Regions from separate parts of the Zea mays genome. Here region 2 is linked to region 1. The links are chromatin contacts, called in public Hi-C maps. All regions are on one chromosome and are shown on one strand. The core of a region is the stretch at or near the end of the contact, and the rest is flanking DNA. Distances in the headings are between cores, read along the strand shown.

Region 1 (6,770 bases), core at 1,712-4,211:
AATCCCGCGGCCTTCGTGTTTGTCCCGCGCCCAGGTCGGATGCGCTTGCAGTAGGGGGTTACAAGCGTCCACGCGGGAGGGAGCGAGCGGCCTCGCGCGAGCGCCAGTCCCGTCCTCTTCCCCGCGCGGCCAACCCTCTGTAAGAGGGCCCTGGTCCTTCCTTTTATAGGCGTAAGGAGAGGATCCGGGTGTACAATGGGGGGTGTAGCAGAGTGCTAACGTGTCTAGCGGAGGAGAGCTTGCGCCCTAAGTACATGCCATCATGGCAGTCGGAGAGGTTTTGGCACCCGGTTCGTGTGGTGTCGTGGCCGTCGGAGGAGCGCTGGAGCCTGGCGGAAGGACAGCTGTCGGGGCTGTCGAGTCCTTGCTGACGTCCTCTTGCTTCCGTAAGGGGGCTGAGAGCCGTCGTCGTCATGGAGTGTGCGGGGCGCCATCATTACTTGTCTGGCGGAGCGAGCCAGATGGGACGCCGATCTTGTTCCCCGTAGCCTGAGTCAGCTTGGGGGAGGGTAATGATGGCGCCTCCTGTTGACGTGGTCGGTCCGTGCCCTAGGTTGGGCGATGTGGAGGCTCCTCCGAGGTCGGGGTCGAGTCTGTCTTCCGAGGCCGAGGTCGAGTCCGAGCCCCTGGGTCGGGCGAGGCGGAGACCGTCGGCTGAGGCCAGGGCTGAGTCCGAGCCCTGGGGTCGGGCGAAACGGAGTTCGTCGTCTTCCGGGGCTGAGCCCGAGTCCGAGCCCTAGGTCGGGTGGAGCGGAGTTCGCCGTCTTCCGGGGCTGAGCCCGAGTCCGAGCCCTGGGTCGGGCGGAGCGGAGTTCGCCGTCTTCCGGGGCTGAGCCCGAGTCCGAGCCCTGGGTCGGGCGGAGCGGAGTTCGCCGTCTTCCGGGGCTGAGCCCGAGTCCGAGCCCTGGGTCGGGCGAAGCGGAGTTTCCTACGGTGCCTGAGGCCGGGCCTGGCTGCCTGTCAGCCTCACTCTGTCGAGTGGCACAGCAGTCGGAGCGGCGCAGGCGGCGCTGTCCTTCTGTCAGGTCGGTCAGTGGAGCGGTGAAGTGACTGCGGTCACTTTGGCTCTGTCGACTGGAGGACGTGCGTCAGGATAAAGGTGTCAGGCCACCTTTGCATTAAATGCCCCTGCGATTTAGTCGGTTGGTGTGGCGATTTGGCCAGGGTTGCTTCTTGGCGAAGATTGAGCCTCGGGCGAGCCGAAAGTATGTTCGTCGCTGAAGGGGGCCTCGGGCGAGGCGTAGATCCTCCGGGGTCGGCTGCCCTTGCCCGAGGCTGGGCTCGGGCGAGGTGTGGTCGAGTCCCTCGAATGGACCGATTCCTGACTTAGTCGCACCCATCAGGCCTTTGCAGCTTTGTGCTGATGGAGGTTACCAGCTGAGAATTAGGAGTCTTGAGGGTACCCCTAATTATGGTCCCCGACAGCACTAATATGCATTCGCTTGCACTAATAAGTTTTTTGTTATATACTAAATCATGGTATTGTGTTGCTACCATGTTGGTAAGCTGGTGAACTGTCCTAGTATTTGAGAACTAAGCAAACCTATTAATTATCATGTTGTGCAACTAACTAAACAATGGCTAACTGTGTTATTGAAGTCTTCAGTCCCATGAATCATGTGTTAATGTCCCTAGTCTTAAATACCCTTGGAAACATATTGCTCTTAGTCATATATCTTGACTTATTGCTTTTTTTCATAAATTATAAATATTTTTTTATGTTTTTTTATAAATTTGCTATTTGCTATAGCTACGACGTAGCCTAAAAAATGATGCCGCTATTTTGCATAGCCCACTATTTTAAACCTTGGTTTATATTATTTTATTTTAGGTGTTGATCATTCAACAAATGATTTTGCCTAAGTATAAGTTCACCTTTCATCCATTTGAATTATACCATGTATACTAGTAAAAATATATTAGTTCAAATGATCAATGTTGTTCATGAAACACTGAAATCTAAACATAACGGCTCATAAGGTCTATTTTACTTACACGGTCCACTTAACGTCGTATTTGTTGAGGTAATTATTTGTCTCGATCTTAAGGGCCCAGAGAATTTCTGCGTTCGTCCACAGCCTGCTCGTTGCTTTGGAAATGATACGATGAAGCAAAGCAAATATTGATGTCCATATTTTTTGCAATAATCGTCGAACAGGCCAGATGATTTTCTACAGAAAGTTTAGTGAATATCATTGCCTACAAAAAAACTTTCTAAATCAATAATTTAGATAGTTAAACTTCTCTCTAACATTTCTCTAAATAAACTTTCTAGATTTAGCAACTTCTTATCAAACCTTATTTCCTCTTTGTATTTGGCAACCATTTAGCAATTTCCTAAATAAAAAATGTTGACTGCATTATGTACATAATAAAGGTAACTGATGACATTTTTTATTTTTTTGATGTGGATAGATATAAAACATAACTACAACCTATAATTAGAGAACTATTGGAGAACTCATATTTTTTACTCTTAAATTATTTAGCAACTTCTTAAATCTGTGATTTAGAAAAATAAAATTTATATAATTATTGGAGTTGCTATAAGGCCCCAACAGCTAGAAAAACTTTACCCCCACGTCAATCATAAAAAAACTTACTCTTATCTCTGCTCCTATAAATTATCAATTTTCCTGATTTCTATTATTGCTCATTTTATTAAACAAAGTTCTTATATTTTCCTAATCTAACCCATTGTCTAAGCATCTTTATTATCATATCGCACAAGTTTCACCATCCTACACGTATAGTTCTATTTTTCTCCCCTTGCCTAACAAGATAAAAATAAGACTTATCTTTTGCTAACCAAATCCATCGACACGAATTGGTATCCCAGAACAATAAAAAACCCATCAATGGAACCCAATCAACCCATCTACCCATTTTTTGACTTAGCTTTGTCGTTCAAAAGCTGAACAGTGAACAGTCAACAGTCCTTACTGCGTCACATTTGCCGGCCCACCACATAGTATGGGTTGTATTCCTTACTGGGCCAAGCCGTATGTTCTCTCTGCAGTCCTCGCCTCCGCCCTCCGGCGCGGCGGGGGAGACTTTGCGCGCCGACGCGGCCGCGCCGTCTCATCTGTATGGCGCCCGGTGTCTCCACGCGCTCTCCACTCTCCCGCAGCCCGCAGGAGTGCAGGACCCGGCTGCCGCAACCGCCCCGTCGCAGCGCCAAACATCGGTCTCTGCCCCCCTCCTGATTTTCCCAAGGTTTTGTTTTTCAATGTTTTGTTTGCTAGTGTAAATTCAATGTTTATGTTTTTTCGACAATGCCTAAGACAGCTGCTGGTATGTCTCAATCTGATGAACTGAAAATACAGTAAAGCCTAAAAGAGTGAGGCTACCTGAGCTAGCTAGAGGAGCTACATTACTACATAGTTGTTGGTCCTAAGACTCTCTCTAGGTCCTAGTGTAAAATAAGATACGCAAAACTTTAATAACACTGGTTGCGGAGTATAGCTTGAAATAGGGAATGAGATAAAGTATCTGATAAAAGATAGCCTAAGTCCCTGCTAAGGTAGAAGACCGATTTATGCTAATTACATTCTCTCTTTTTTTAGAGAGAGAGAGGTCGTGCTACTGGTACAATGCATCCATGTGACCTGACCCGTCGGATGCAGCTACTGTATAGTAGTACCCAAACCAAATGATCAATATTCATACGCTGCTGCGTCAGGCCATCGCTTTGACCAGCGTACAATCCTAAATATCTCATGCCCAACTGCACGTCGGCACCCACACACATCTAGCAGGCTGCAGGCCCCATTGGCTGGCACCCGGGCCTATGCTGCTCTGCGTCCATGATCAGACAGCAGATACCAGTGTCGCAGCCTATTCTCTGGTCACCACTCACCACTGCTGGATCAATCTTACAGGCTGCAGCTCCCAAGGGGGCAATGCACACAGTATGTATGTGCCTGTCTGCACGTCAATGGCAATGGGATTCTGGCCGGTGACGCAGAAAACTTCAGATGCAGCGGGCACAGGACAGCAGGAGGAGGCAGAAGGGAGTTTTTGGTGTCTTGTCGTTTCAATCTTGCGGCCTTTCATTCTCCCCGCTCCCCCGTTCAGTGCAGATCTCATGCAAAACATGAGACCAAACTTGTTGAGAGGCATGGAGATGCAGCAGGCATCAGAAACACACAGGACCATCAACCCTAGTGCACTGCAAACCATGTGTTGAGCGGGCTGGCAGTCACAGAAGAACAGCGTCCATGCAGGCCGGCTGTGGCTTCACTGGCTTGTGATCTCCAGTACGTCCAGGCTGCACACCTTTGCTGGCAATCATGCCGGCCGGCTCTACAGCTCTCCGTTCGCTACCACCCATCTCTGTCTTTTCTCCCCTACTACTCCTGTTCCAAGGGAGCCGCCGCATCAAATGCTGCTTGGTTCTCACCCAACCTGTGCAATACATTCATCACTGCTGCCATAAAGGAACCTGTAGCTCTCTTTTTTTTGTACGTTTCTCATTAAGAGGAAAGCAGTCGAAGTACAAATCATACGTCTCCAGTAAAACCTAGGCTTTTCGCGACATGGAATTGTAGTTTAATAAATCCTGAAGTCCTTTCGGATAGATTTCCTAGAAGATGTTCACTCAGAGTCGTGTTCTAGCCTATGATTACCTATGCACTTGTCGGCTAGCTTCTAGCCTTTCCACTGTCAATTGGTGGGGGGAAATCAAATTATCTCACTGTGAAAGTGGTACACTGACGACAGTCTGTTTTCCATGATGTTTTGTCTGTCAGCTAGCAGCTTCTACTGATTCTGCAAGAATCACAAGATTCAACAATGAAAATGAAGCTCAAGCTGATGCGCTGAACTTCGGACAGTCTTCAGGTTCACTAAAAAACAAGAAAGTGACTTCAGCTTTCAGCATACTGCTGTACATTCTTGATTCCCATTAACCGAGAATATAGAGGTCGAAGCTAACACATAATTTAACACTTCCCAGACCCAGAAAGTACAGCTGACATTAGAGTTGCTTCGGTAGGCTTTCTGTTAGACTGTTACTGGTTTTGGATCGCTAGCTTGTTGAGCAATTTCAGCATCACCTGTGGCAGACTAAAACGACGCCTTTAGGTAAACACCTACTATATATCTGTACATGGATATGATAAGAGTGAGGTGAAAGGGCTAATGGTTAAGGCTCTCGTTTAGCGCCTTTAGGTCCCGGTTCGATCCCCCTTGGAAGCGAATCTCGGGTTTGGTTAAAAAAATCTTTGCTGTGCTCCACCCGCTCTCAAGGTTACGTCCTGCGCACCACCCTCTAGCTGGACCGTTGTAGAGTGAACGATGACGGCACGCTAGTGATGGGGAGCCATATTTCTGTCTCTTCTTAATATAATATCAATATCGGGAGAACGGTTTTTTCTTCCACGGTCGAGTTTTTTTTTTTTTATGATAAGAGCGAGTATACCTCATAATTCTGATTTCTCCAGGTTGGAAGTTGGCCTCTTCTGATGAACACTCGGTATTGTGGCAGTCATTGGATTCTCGTCTATAGAAGGGCACCATGCAAGCATGTGCCGCTTATTTCTTTAATTTGGTTCCCTGGCTCTTGTGGAGTAATTCTAGCACTCAGAAGATGTTTCTCTTGATGATATATATATACACTGTCACCAGCAAAACAGCTGAACTTCTCATCCTAGATCATGTCCAAAGGCAGTCTAGGTTCAGTGCAGATTTGTATTCATGCAAGCATACAATGATATGATAATACTAACATAGTATACGCTGCTGCCAGAGACAATTAAGACTGAACAGTTTTTTTTTTTTGGGAACAGATAGATTTGACCACATTGTTTTTTGTTTTATAACAGCATCCAGAAGTTCATATGAAAAAAAAATGCTTTCTGCAGAACGAAATAACCTTAAGCTACCAGAGATAGGTTTGGAATTTGAAAAGATGTCCAGATGTCCTCCAGTTTTCTACCTGGCGTTTTTGTGTGTGCGCGCGCGAGAGAGAGAGCAAATCTGATAATCTATTCGATCCAGATTTGGATCTCGGAGGAAGAGTATCTGACTGGACCCCGTCTTGCTGCTGTCACAGCTCTCCTGGGACTAGAATTTGAACAACTTGCGCCTGCTAGCCTGCAAGGAGTTGTACTGCACATTGTTTTCCGGAATCATTCAGATTCTTGCACCAACTAACAGCATCGAAACCAACTGCACGTTCCATCATATCTTCTTTTACGGGAAGAAAGCACGTTCCTTAATCTGAAGCAGAAACCAATGGAGCTCTGAATCCGCTGGAGGAAAACAGACTGTACTGTAACCTACCGGCGCAGTTCGGGACTTGTTAGCCTGCTACGCTTAGTGACGCTGACCGCACAGGAACCTGGAGGACTCCATAGTTCGTCAGCGTACGAAGAAATCACATATATTCTTAAGGACTCCAGCAAGAAAAGAACCCCAGTTGGGGCGGCTGTAGTTAGCATGTGACATGATGATAATGCAGCAGCATGCTTCTATGTTCTCTGAGTGTTAGTAGCATGACAGTTCTGTATCTGCATGATGAGCCAAACGCACTTGTTTTTTTTTTCTCCCGCCGGGAGCGAGCTGCCCAATTTGCAGTAGTTTAGTTAGTTAGTCTATATATGACAGGTGCTAATTCGGGAGCAGCCACTGCTAATACTCCTGTCCTCCATGTTGCAGCTTGGCAGCGTGGCGGAACTGTACTTTGAGCATTGCATCGATGGCTGGCCGCGTAGCTTATGAGCACATGACGCTCAGCTGCAGGTGCTGTAGTATTTTTCTTTTCCTTC
Region 2 (6,770 bases), core at 3,138-5,637, 190 kb after region 1:
AACTAACCTTTACTAATTTTGCACTTGGGGATATAATCTAACAATTGTACTTTAGGTGCCCTTGAAACTTTTTACTCCATTTCAGTTTCTTCGGATCAGAGGACATTCAAGCTTCTGAGTAGGTTGAGCTAGACTTCTACAGAGTTGGTGCATTTGATTCTTGAAAGTGGGTCCTAGATACAAATACTCACTAGCATATTCCTTTATGTGATGTACCATAAATATGTATTTGAACATATATAGATGCTATCATTCACCGTCCATACACAGTTGATTATGATTTTGCAGAGACATTTAAAGAATTGAAAACCAAAATTAATACTAAGTTTCTTATCACCAGACTTCTGGTGACAAGTTAGTAATATCTAGCTATCATGTCGCGCGAAGAAGACAGGCAGCATGCCCCGCTCCGACATGCCCAACAGCTGGTATGAGTTGCTGCTCATCTCCGCCACGAACATGCCCATGTTTGACATCTGGTGGCCTCAGTTTTTTACCCTGATATTGTGCTAGCTTTGGTACGATTCTGTCATGATAGGGTTAACTACGGGTTCTACTACTGCTAGATTTGTATGACTGTGTGATATCCAAATTAATACTTTTGTATTATTCCCGTGACAAATTTAAAGTTTGGTGGCCAATTAGGCACTTATGACTTAGCTGAATACTAAATGGAAGGAGAGGTGAATTCCTAGGTTAGCTTTTTTTATCATTTACATAATTTCTTTTCCATCTGTACGAAGAGGGTCAAATAGACTTTTCCCAATATCTAAGGATAGCACAAATTTATATTGGAGTTACGCATGGGGCTTATTTTGGTCATGGATCCAGTGCTGCTCTATGTTTTATACTACCGGAGCAGAGCTCATGTGCCTTACCGCAAGGTAATTAAATTAGACATGCATGGTAAACTGTCAAGTATGTGTTTTTACTGCAAGTGCATGGAGAGCATTAATCAAAGAGCAACACCAAGTACTCTTTCACTATTTTCATTTGTTGTAACATTAGTACTCATTACTAGCATGATGGCAACCTTTGCATCGCACTAAGCAGAAGGCTAGCTAAAACCGTCTCGATCTAGATCTCCCAGTTGCATTCCAATTATTATAAAACTGTCATTTTCTGATTGCTAGATGAGGAGTTTAATGTCGACAGTCATTGGTTCGTTACTGCCAGTAAAAAAGGTATGGTAAAATAAGTCCAAGCCAAATTCACCTGCGTCGACTATATTACGCCTTGTGAGCATGTGATGATGACGAGAACAACAATAACATGCAGGTGCATTAACTCAATCCAAACTCTTGGTGCAATTAACATGTCCATGATTGAATACTTTTGCATGTGTGACAGTGGGGTTCATGTCATCAGTTGCTTGGACAATTATATCATGAGAGTGATTGATGTGTCTTTGCCCTTGCAAGGTCGATTGTCTCCCTATACTGCCATAATTTACCTATTGTCCTTTTTTTGTAGCACTAGACATTTTGAAACTCTAGCACATCACATGAAGGCCATTACATGTCAGTTTATTTCGGATGGCAACCAAGTTTTTGAGGGGGGTGTTTTTTCAAGTCATCGATGTGTAGGGTAGGAATTGGCAAAATGGGTTAGAATTGCGTTAGGAAAAACAGAATCCTATAATTAAGGGCGCATTAATTCCCCCACTCGACCACTCTTGCCAATATTACTAAGTGAAGTTGTGGGCTGCATCTTTTTTCGCTGCTGCCTTTTGGAATTTGTAGCTTTAGTCAATGCTATCTCAACTATGTTCCTATATATCATGTATCTTTTCTTTATCGGCTGGTAACAGGGGTACTTTGCGCATATAATCTTTGCTAACCAACTACAATTTCGGTTGCGTGCAATCAGTACTATTTCGTTCATGAATTCTTATTTTAGTGTCCCACTTCATCAACTTTTATGAATGCTCACACTGAAAATGCTACTCTGCAAAATATAAGTAAAATGTCGCCTTCTGTAGCTATTACTTTTAAGGTGATTGACGTGCATTGGGTTGAGCATTTGTTTCTCGTTTGCTAGCTGCAACTGCAACAATGTTTTTGTTTATTGTTGGGGGCATCCACTTGCACAAGTGTTGGGTGATAGTGATCTTTTGGTGTTGGTTGTTGGTCGAAATGGTAGTAAAGAGCAGATTATCGTGAGTGGATCAATGGAAGTGCTGAAACCTTGTTGGGCAGTTGCTAGATCTGATATGCCAGTGTGGGAGCAACTTTTTAACGTCTCTATTTGCCATTACAACCATTTTAATATGTTCCATCATGGTGACTTCTCGAGAATTTTTGGGATAACATTTGATACAATTGGTTTAGAGGTCGTGACAGACGATGGACATAAACACAGGAGAGGAAGCCATGGTGATATCATATTTTTGACAAGCCCGGGAGAGTTGAGTGTTGCTTTGTACGAGTTGATAAAACATTGAGCCCTACATGTATCTGAAAAACATATATTGGTGATGTATTTGTGAATGTAGGCGACTTCATACTCTTCTAGGCTACTCGGCTACAATGCAGTGTGGAGGCAAGTATCATCAGGGATGACATGGTCCAAACTCCCATATCCATCGGGATTGATGGAGAACATAGTGGTTCCTACCTTGAAGGCTTTCTCCCTGCATGTCTATGACCCAAAAGAGGTGACCATCGCCGGCGTTGACCAAGAAGCAGTGGTGCTCTCCTTGGGGGAGCATATTGGCCATGATTGAGTTCCCAGCACCCTCGACTCATGGACAAAAAACAATGGTAGCCTCCAACACTTCGTAATTTCTATCGATATCGCTAAAAAGATTAGATTAATATACAATTGTTGATATATTTTCCTATCATTTAAAATTCTATATTAATTTTTTAAATAGTTTGTATGATATTATAATATTTGTTCCACATCATATCATTCTATTTAAGTCGACATATTTATAACAATATTACATATTTATAACAATATTATATATTTATAATAATATTACATACTACCCTTGTATGATATTTACAGTGATTTTGTCACACGGATTTTGCATATCATAATGATGTTTGTTGTTCCGTATCTATATTTTATATTAATTTTTAACTTCTGTGACAACATTCTATGACAACGTACGAGCACATCACCAATATGTTCGTTCGGATTTGAAAGTTGATGTTTGTGCTACTTATTTGGTCTAGGAACTAGATTTTTCTACATTAATTCGGATTTAGATTGAGCAATGTTCCTTTGTATATGAACAAAGAAAAATCGTAGCAATGCTCCTTCGGATATGAACAAAGAAAAACCGTAGCAACGCACGGGCACCATACTAGTATATTTATAATAATATTACATACTACCCTTGTATGATATTTACAGTGATTTTGTCACACGGATTTTGCATATCATAATGATGTTTGTTGTTCCGTATCTATATTTTATATTAATTTTTAACTTCTGTGACAACATTCTATGACAACGTACGAGCACATCACCAATATGTTCGATCGGATTTGAAAGTTGATGTTTGTGCTACTTATTTGGTCTAGGAACTAGATTTTTCTACATTAATTCGGATTTAGATTGAGCAATGTTCCTTTGTATATGAACAAAGAAAAATCGTAGCAATGCTCCTTCGGATATGAATAAAGAAAAACCGTAGCAACGCACGGGCACCATACTAGTATAAATTGAAGAGCTAAAGTTTAGCTCATTGGATGTTTGCTCATTGGATGTTTGGACTACTCTAATAAAATTTAGCATATTGGAATAAAAAGACACATGCCTCTAATGCGGAGAGAGAATACGGTTAGATGGTATGGTTGGAAAATAAGATTCCCTAGCCCATGTTTAGCTTCTTTTAGCACCCCTTAAGCAGTTTATGAGATAATATGTGATAAATTTTATCATATCACCATTAGCTCTCCTGTTTAAATCATCAAATGGCTAAAAGTAGCTAAAAAAGCTGCTAAAGTTTATCTTTTTAAATTGAAACATGGTCTTAAGCTTTAGAACTTGCAAAAAAACACTATCTTAGCTCTCTATTTGCGTTAGTATTTCATTAAAGTTTCGTACATGGATACAAACATTCCCCTATAATATTTCGGGCTTTCAAACCCACCGAAGCCATAATTTGTCCTGACGGTCTGCACAGACTTGAATTGTGTTCTCGTTGAGCTTTTAACATCTAAACAAACTTCGCTCATCTTTATATGTTCGGTAGACGGTAGCCCAACGACGAGTGAAAGGAATGAACCTGCAGCGTATATGGATTTGTTTTTGGCTGCATGTGTATGGCATGAGATTCCTGCGTTGCGTGTGTGTGTATATAATAATTAAGCAAAAAAAGGCACCACCAGACACCAGTCCACCAGCTCTTGCTTGTATTCTTCTCGCCGAGCTGCGTTGACACCCTCGCCATGAGCTCAGGGACGACGACAACGGAGGAGGAGAGCGGCAAGGGGCCGCCGCCGCAGCACCAGCACCACTTCGTGCTGGTGCACGGCGCCTGCCACGGCGCGTGGTGCTGGTACAAGGTGGCCACGCTCCTGGCCTCCGCGGGCCACCGCGTCACGGCGCTCGACATGGCGGGGTGCGGCGCCAGCCCCGTGCGCGGCGAGGACGTGGCGTCCTTCGAGGACTACAGCCGCCCGCTCCTGGACGCGGTGGGAGCGCTTCCGCCCGGGGAGCGAGCGGTCCTCGTCGGCCATAGCTTCGGCGGCCAGAGCCTCGCGCTGGCCATGGAGAGGTACCCTGAACGAGTCGCCGTCGCGGTGTTCGTCTCGGCCGCCATGCCCGCCGCCGGCAAGCCCATGGCGCTCGTCTTGCAAGAGGTACGCCTCCGATCCGTGTTCCATTGTTCTTGCCCTTTTGTTTATTTTTCACCCTTTCGTCTTTTGAATGAAGAATATAATAGTCATGTCCTTTCTTTGTTGAGTTTTTTTTATTTAGTGTCTTTAGTTTTGGTGGTGTGCTCACTTATACCTTTAGTCGTGTTTTTTCTCAGCTGTACACTTCTGTTCTATAGTATTAGAAGGGCACAGTTGAGAAAAAACACGACTAAGGGTATAATTGAGCACACCACCAAAACAAAACTAAGGACGTTGCTTGATCGAGCTGCTTAACCATTACTGTGCCAGTTTTCGCGAGAAATAGGGCCAGATTTTTACATGGACTGCATATACAGCACCGGCAGCGAACCTGAGCATCCGGTGGAGACACTTCTGCTAGGGCCAGAGTACTTGGCCAAGAGACTGTACCAGCTCAGCCCTCCTGAGGTCGGTTATATACTCACTCATAGGTGACTGGCAAACAATGGCGACAGCGACACGGCAGCTGGTTCCTACAATACCTGACGGGTGCAGGTGCGATGCGTGCAGGACCTGACCTTGGCAATGGCGATGGTGAGGCCGTCTCGATGGTTCGAGGACGACGCGACGCTGAGGAGGGATGACGGGCTGACGGCGGGCAGGTACGGCGCCGTTAGGCGGGTGTGCGTCGTTGCCGAGGACGACGCGTCGTGGTCGGCGGAGTTCCAGCGGCGCATGGCCTCGTGGAGCCCCGGCGCCGAGGTGAGGGGCCTGCGGGGAGCCGACCATATGCCCATGCTCTCCAAGCCAGCGGACCTCTCGGACATGCTTGTTGAGGTAGCCAACAAGTACAGTTCCGATTTGGAGGACCCTGCCTGATCGTAGTAGGATCAGCGACGTATGGTTTCTGAATCGGTGGTGATCGGGAAGATGTTCAAATCTTATTGCATCCACACCATCACCATGAAATTATTAAGATGTACAATCTGACTTTTTGATATGGTAGGGCTTCATTTTGAAACCCACAGGCTTCTAAATTCCATAATCAGGTAGGATAATGGAACTAGCTTCATTCTATACATCAGATGACTATTATGCCTCTTACTTTTCTCTATAGCAAAGAAAAATCTAAGAATGGAAACATTATACTGATTTTATTAATAATAAATGTTTATCTCAGTTTTTATAATCTATGGATCCAAACAGTCTCAGTTTCAAGCAGACTAGCTTTTAAAAGTTAGGGCGTTAGAATTTCACAGGATCAATATAGTGATTTTACAGGATTTAGTTTAAAAGGACAGAAAAAAACGTAGGATTCAGGAAATAATCATTCAATCCAAAAGGAGCCCTTAACTTGCACGATGTGTATCGAAAGACCAGAAATGCCTGCCGCTCGACACGTGCATTTACCTGGTAATAATAATAAAAGTCATGAAACCTGCCAAGACGTGATAACCCATAGCTCAAGTACCTACTGGATAAGAACATGCTGTCCCCCAGATTCAGCAAACTATCAGCTAGGTTTTTGCTAGCACAGCATTTCAGAAAGACTACAGCATACAATCTAACTGCCATCCAGGTCCGGCAACAAATGATGGAAAAATTATGACTGCCATTAAACATACGCCATCTGAGTGGCATACATTGTTACTCGTACTAGCTGTAGTAGTAGATATATAACATGAATTCAGCCGGAAAAAAAATATTCGTAACACGATCCCAACAAAACTGCCGGCTGCTTTTGACTTCCGTCATGTATGCTGTGTTACGATCACTATGTTAGTTTTACTCAGCCTTGTTTGAGACGCCAACGAATACCCCGACCACCAGATTAGGCAATTGGGCAAAAGAATAAGAAACGATAAAACAGCTATTTTCTATGTAAGGCTTTACATGTATGCAATCAGATCTCTAGGGATTGTATGCACTTCACGAGTGACCTTATGGTCTCCATTCCCCTCCATTATCCAGGGTGTG

The links. Hi-C and Micro-C count contacts between places; a contact is called where the count stands out from the background.
Region 2: a contact with region 1 is called in a Hi-C map of ear, with 2.5 times the contacts expected there. The contact joins the promoter of LOC100382663 here to the promoter of LOC109941936 in region 1. A contact is called at or near these places in 2 of 25 Hi-C or Micro-C datasets (ear and leaf).

Annotation. Positions count from the first base shown.
Region 1 is chr8:165,703,936-165,710,705 of Zm-B73-REFERENCE-NAM-5.0, forward strand. It overlaps LOC109941936, which reads left to right and starts at 2,962. Exons shown (of 2, transcript XR_004852194.1): 1 at 2,962-3,187; 2 at 5,445-5,686.
Region 2 is chr8:165,891,165-165,897,934 of Zm-B73-REFERENCE-NAM-5.0, forward strand. LOC100382663 (methyl esterase 10) reads left to right here and starts at 4,388. Exons shown (of 3, transcript NM_001175387.1): 1 at 4,388-4,817; 2 at 5,124-5,261; 3 at 5,364-5,858. The coding sequence starts at 4,404. The coding sequence ends at 5,672. LOC100194395 (mitochondrial thiamine diphosphate carrier 1) reads right to left here. Exons shown (of 8, transcript NM_001139426.1): 8 at 6,388-6,770.